Regions from separate parts of the Zea mays genome. Here region 1 is linked to region 2. The links are chromatin contacts, called in public Hi-C maps. All regions are on one chromosome and are shown on one strand. Each heading gives the region's core, a stretch centred on a gene start, on an enhancer-like site or on the middle of the called end of the contact. The rest is flanking DNA. Distances are from core to core; before and after follow the strand shown.

Region 1 (3,326 bases), core at 311-2,810, 110 kb after region 2:
CCATACAGCTGTGCAGTCTTTGCATTTATTGCGGAGAGGACGCGCCGCCTGCCACTACGCTGACGGGTGATGCGCCCTCGCAGCATTTAATGCGTCTTGTCCAATCTGTCGGCAGATGGCGTCAGGGTCACCCAGCAGACGGCGCGCCTGACCAGTCTGTTGGTGAACAGTGCACTCATGTCAAGCGGCGCACAGTATTCATCATCCCTTCTACAAGAAGTTTCCCTTGCACGCCGAGGATACGGAGATCTCGGGCGTCAGGGCACAAGAAGATTGCCCCAGCAACAAACATTTATGGCTTCAAGCGCTATATTCTTTATGTCTCTGGGCCCACATGTCGGGGCTCAGTACCTTTGTGCATGCCGCCCTTCAACTATAAAAGGGGAGTCATGCAACGTTATACACAGGCTCAATCTTTCAGGCTCACTCAGACACTCACAAGTTCATACAAGCTCTCAAGCAATACATCACACATTGGAGTAGGGTGTTACGCTCCGGCGGCCCGAACCACTCTAATTCCTTGTGTGCTCTAGTGTTTCTTCCCAATTTTCCAACTAACAAGCAAAACGCTTAAGCCCCTCCTCATCTTAGGATTTAGGGCGGGTGCACTCCGCCACCCGGCCGGAGATTTGCTCTCCGACAGCTGTCTTTCTAGAACCTGCAGGTAGCTGCTGGATTTCCAAGTGGCCAGGACTGATGATGAACTGCAACTGTATGCATTGAGTGTTAACTCAGCTACGGTAGTAATCATACGCTGATCCATCTGTTAATTCTTTAGTACACAGCACATGCGCCTGCACAACCAAACGCAGAAAAAGAGAAGACCAAACAGCCAAAACTGGAGATCAAAGAGGAAGCACCCACCCCCATGCATGCACGGCCGGGCTAACTAATCTCTACACTACATACCAGTACACCACCACCAGACATGGGAAACTTCTTCGCGGTCGCCGCGCGCGCGCGTAGGAAAGCCGAGTTCGACGAGCCGATCATGCAGGTCGGCCAGCCGGCCGGCCGTGATCGATCACGAGGTGACCTTGGCGCGGGTGCACGGGGAGAGGGTAGAGTAGTGTCCGCCTTCGTGCACGCGGTGCGAGGACGCGGGCGCTGGCGCCGCGTGCGGCGGCGTCTCCCGCTCGACCAGCGCGCGCAGGCGGAGGAACTCGTCGGCGGAGCAGGGCAGGCGCAGCGGGCCCGCGGAGTAGTCGTAGCCGTAGGCGTCGCGCGCGGCCTCCAGCAGGCGGCGGAACAGCGGGTGGTACAGGTGCGCGATGGGGATGACGAACCGCTGGGAGCCGCCGTCGCCCTCCGCCGCCCCGACGCGCACCGCCAGCCACCCTCTCTTCACCTTCCCCTTCTTCTCCTCGGCGTGCAGCATGGCTAGTCCCACGACGACCTGTCCTTGCTGGCTCCGATCTCGCAACCGGCGGAAACAACGATCGACACTCCGGCCGGCCCGGCTTCTTGGATTCCTCGGCTCGCAGTCGCAGGCCGCGCGCGACCGGTGCAGTGCAGGCCCAAGCACAGCGTTCGCACTAGAGCGCCCGGTGTGGTGCGAGGTGTTTCGTGGCACTCGTGGTGGTTAATTTTTATAGGGAGCCGGCCGACCGAGGGACCCGCCGCTAGTTAAGTGCGGTAATGCCTGGCTAGCTAGTGGCCGGGGGTGCGAGTGCACGTACCAGTACGTCCTTTGTGTTGCAACGGAAAGGAAAGCCGGTGTTCCTTGCCCCTCTTTCAGGCCTCATCTCCGGCTGGGTGAGAGAGATCGCACTAAAACCTTCGTTTCATCCGCTGCATCTGAACTGACGGCCGGGCGGGGTCACCACAGTGCCGTGCGGTCGCGTCGGGCTAGCGTGTCGTGCGCGCGAGCCAGTCTTGGTGGTGGTGGTACCGGTGGTGGTGGTGTGGCCGCGACGCCGTGACGGTGAGGACGAAGGAAAGGTAGCCTTATCGATGCCCTGCTACGGTGTGGCATTTGCCATTTGCTCGTCGGACGGACATGGACGGGCGAGGATGGGTGGCTGTGGATGGATGGATCGGAGCCGGAGAGGACATGGCGCGCGCCGTGCAGGCCCGGGGGTCGTCGTCCTCCTGTGGACCGTGGGCCACGCGGGCGGAGAGTGGGGGTTGTGGTGGGATCGAGATCCCGGCGAGTGGGGGAACGCTGGCTGGCTGGCGAGCCGCGTCGTCAGTTGACCTGCTGCGCGCGATCGATGAATGATGGCTGCTGGTGCTTGCCCGCACGATGGCTGGAGATTGCATGTATTATTGCATTGACCTCCCAATCGAATCGAGTGGGCTCGACCGGCATTATAGATGATCATTTGGCATTAATACGATGGGTCAGGTCACATGACACGAAAAAGCACGATCCAGACACGACCGGACCTAGCTAGCATAGTATTAGTGCCTCGCACGACACGACTATTGTGCCGTGTCCGGGCTGGCATTTCGACCCGTAGTGTTGGCATGGGCACGACACGGTTATATTTTTATTTTAAAATTAATAGTTTAAATATATTAAGTATAATAATTCAACATATAACACGATAAAATTATAGCCGTATGGTTAGGTGGGTGTGTTTAAGTCTCTCATGCACGTGGGTGCATGTTCGAGCCCCTTAGCTACATATTTTTGCTAAATTATACAATATACTCAGATGGGTCAGCGTGCTACCGGGCCGGCCCGACACGACTACCAGGCCGACGGGCCGTGCCTGAGCCACTACAGCGGCACGTGAGCCCGTCCGGTACGATCCGATTCACTAGCCGAGCCTCGTGGGTCGTGCCTAAAACGGGTCATGCCCACCACGGGCCGTGCTGGGTCGGGCCGGGCCGACCCGTTTAGTCATATATAGCCGGCATATGATGAAGGTTTCGTTTGGTTTGAAAAGGGACTAAAGATTATTTCTTCTATTTTAGTCTTATTTACTCTTTAAATTATCAAACAGTGTAACTAAAAAACGTACTAAATTTTAGTCTCCTAACTAAACTTTAGTTCCTGAACTAAAGTAACCAAAGCAAACTAAACGGACCCTAATCCTTGGATTTGGTTCCTTTTTTCCGACCGATCAACGAGGTTGGTGTCCGCTAGCTTCTAGTTGTTTCTCGCCAACGAATGTGTGTGTACTGTGTACTCCAACATCACTACATGCATGAATACTTGTATGCTGATGGTTGCTGATCCGCAGATATTTTCGGTCGATGTAGACCGCAACGGTGATGGATGCATTCAATTCCAACCTCCCTCGCCCCCCCCCCCCCCCCCCCCCCCCCGGATAATATATGTCTTTTGGGTTCCTGATTAGCCGGTCTTAGAGATCATC
Region 2 (3,311 bases), core at 561-3,060:
AGCCGGAGCGGCTGCAGGTTTCTCGCCTGCGCACATAGGCTGTCGGACGTTGGTCGGCCGGGAGCCGGAGCTCCCGGGACCGGGAGGCGTCCCAAAGAGACACTAAATTATACGTTAGGACATGTTTGGCCAGGCCTAAGTCCTAACGGCTACGTTAGGACATCTAACGCCACGGCAGTCAACCGTCCTCATCAATCAACAAAAAGCATCTTGTGCTGTGAATGAAATTTGGTGGACTTGGGTCAACGATTCCCATATACGCTTCCTTCGGCTCTCATCCTTTTGTTTTTGTTTATCTTAGTATTTAACAATCCATAACTTTTTATTATACTTAGGCCCTGTTTGTTTGCTTTTAAGATTATATAATCCAACTTAAATAAGTTAAGGAGCAAACAAACAATACAAATTATTAGAGGGATTATATAACCTAAATACCTAAATTACGATAATTCAAAGTAGGTCATTAGGTGCTTATATAATTTATAAGCTGTATTATATCATCCTACAAAGCAAACAACCTTAGGGGGTGTTTGAATGTACTAGAACTAATAGTTAGTTGGCTAAAAATTGATAATGAAATTAGCTAGTTAATAAATGTCTAACTATTAACTAATTTAACAAAAATAGCTAATAGCTCAACTATTAGCTAAGGTGTTTGGATGTCTCAACTAATTTTAGCCACTAACTGTTATCTTAGTGCATTTAAACACTCCTTTACTCTCACAAGTCACAACTATGAGCATGTAGTGGAGTAACTGCACGCCTAGGTCTTAACTCAGAGTCCATGCAATTTTATTTCCTTATCTTGAGGATTCGTATTTGCTTTTTCTGCACAACATTGAGGTGCTTGTCATGACGCTGCTTACGTCAGCAAGAGCTATTACTTATCAGGGTGTGTTTGGTTGTGTTGTGGCTTTGATAAAAGTTGTTGTGAGCTGTGAGGTGTGGAAAAAACTGTCGTGGTCTGTGAGCTGTTAAAAAGCTAAAAACCGTTTGGTGGAAACCACTAAAATCCGTTAAAAGTTCTTCGATATACGTTTTCACAGTTCCATCCGAAAGCCACTAAAAGCAGGTCCAGTAGTGCTTTCAGTTTTGCACTACGAGAAAGTCGGTTTTTAGAAGAAGAAAAAACTGCTTTTTGAATCTAGCCCTTTGATTTAGACTTTGACTTTTACGGAGAAAACCAAACTCAAAAGCCAAACCAAACATACCCCTGAAGCACGCACAAACTTATATGACTCGTGTTTCGGCAAACCTTGGTGTTAAACATCATAAACAACAATATTAAGAGTAAAGTATTTTCTATAACGGTCATCTATATAACTTGTTTGTAGGTTCACCCATACAATAGCTATATATCTAATGCACAAGTTGCTGGCACATAAAAATTCTCCGAAGTATTTTGTATCACGGATCTTGTTTTATTGACCCCATCGTAGGAAATACAATACGATGAACGAAGTTGATAATGAACCCTATATAAGAAAATCTATCACATTTAAAAAAAAGGAATCGGATGCTCAAGTCAAAAGGACATGTATTAATTAGTCTTTCTAGGCTAGGACACGCTGGACCAGCTACGCAGACACCTCACGCAAGCTTAAATTAACCCATGTGGCTATGTGCTGACTACCAACCCAAAGCAAAGCCCAATTTTTAATTAGATGCCACGGCCTGATGCTGTCAGATCGCGCCCTAGCTTTTGCGGAAGCAGTGAAAGAGAAACAGGGGGCCCTAATCCAGTGTCCTGAACGACCTATCTGGATCGTAGTGAAATTTGGTTCATAAAGAAAACGAGCCCGTGGGCCTCCAGTTCACATCTTCATCCTTTCAGTCCAGAGTTTCTTTCCCATCCCATTCCATTCCCATCTCTAGCTCTGAGTTGCCACGTGTCGCTGCTCCGAAGTGTGAAGTGCCGAACATCCGGAGACAAACCACCAGAGTCCAGAGCTCCTCGTCGACCATGGAATGAATCACTGAAGCACGTCTAGAGAGGCATAGATCCCGTCCAATTGTCTCCTGTCTCTGCGTACGTTGCCGCAGGAAGATAAACAAGAAATAAGTCTTCTCTCGTTATCGACGTAAGATCTTAGACCTCAAATTCAGAAATCTGTAATAACATTATAGAACATGTTATCAACACTTCTCTACCTCAATATTGTTATGAATCTAATCTATACCAACCCTCCACTAAGTCGGCAAGTCACCGTCCTTACCGAACCATTCTATGCTAAAGGGTTTATCTCCGCATGCATACTTAATCAATTCTAAACTCATATGTTCAATCTAAATTAAAGTCTTGCGATCAGATGTATGATATAAATTGAATTTTTACGGTCAGATGTATGTTGTATATTGAATCCTTACAGTCAGATTGATTTGCAATTGCATGCCACCGCCGCAAGCCGCGTCGGCGCGCCCGTTACTACTGCGTGTTGCCACTCCATCGCCAGTCGCGCTCGTGCGCCGCCACCAGTCGTCACCCGTCGTACCTAGGCCTGGGCATAAAACCCGAGCCCGAAGCCCTATACCCGAAATACCCGAACCCATACCCGTTTAGCCCGAAGCCCGTTACCCAAATAGCTCCAGCGGGTAATGAAACTGGATACCCGAACTAAGTTCGGGCCTAATCGGGTACTAACCCGCGGTACCCGAAGTACCCATTCTACCCGATATCCATTCTACTAGAAGGCCGCCAGGCGCCAGGCCGAGCGCAAGCTCCACAGCCCACGGCCCAGTTGGCAGCCTACTACGAAATCGAAACCTCCCAATCCAGCCAACCCTAACTCCTGAGTCCTGTCTTCCTTGTCCGGCTGTCCTGAGTCCCTGGCGCGGCACCAGCGGCGGCTGTTCCAGCGGCGGCTGTTCCAGCGGCGGCTGTTCCTGGCGCGGCACCAGCGGCGGCTGCGGCACGCCCCCCATTGGCCATCGCCTAGGCTACAACTGCAACCTGTCCAGCCGGTCGCACGCCAGCCACCAGCGCTCAACGCGACGCTAGCGTCCAGGCGCCGCGGCCTCACCAAGGCGCCGTCCAGGCCAACGTCCAGGCGCCCGCCACGCACATGCATTGCCCGAGTGGACCAACAGGCAACAACCAAGTGTGATTTGAGTTTGTGATTTGAGTTTGTGATTTTGTCAAAGGCAATAACGGGTACCCGAATTTTACACAAACCCAAACCCGAATTTGTGGGTACCCGAAATTGCGGGTACCCGAAATTTCGGGTACGAGTACGGGTTCAACTGTTGAAAACCCGAAATTTAAAAAACCCGAAAAGCCCGACCCGAATTTTCGGGTAAACCCGAACGCCCAG

The links. A called contact is a pair of places that touch in the nucleus more often than the background predicts.
Region 1: a contact with region 2 is called in a Hi-C map of tassel, with 3 times the contacts expected there. The contact joins the promoter of LOC100280867 here to the enhancer-like site in region 2. A contact is called at or near these places in 2 of 25 Hi-C or Micro-C datasets (ear and tassel).

The regions. Positions count from the first base shown.
Region 1 is chr4:183,220,836-183,224,161 of Zm-B73-REFERENCE-NAM-5.0, forward strand. It overlaps LOC100280867, which reads right to left and starts at 1,561. Exons shown (of 1, transcript NM_001153787.1): 1 at 741-1,561. The coding sequence starts at 1,378. The coding sequence ends at 1,025.
Region 2 is chr4:183,109,046-183,112,356 of Zm-B73-REFERENCE-NAM-5.0, forward strand. No RefSeq gene overlaps it. Among protein-coding and RNA genes, the nearest start is that of LOC100280385, 23 kb to the right of the region's middle. Within about 2 kb of position 1,811, at least 18 of the 20 cell types and tissues checked have an H3K27ac peak or open chromatin away from gene starts, as enhancers often do. A contact at or near this core is called in ear and tassel, where this site is marked.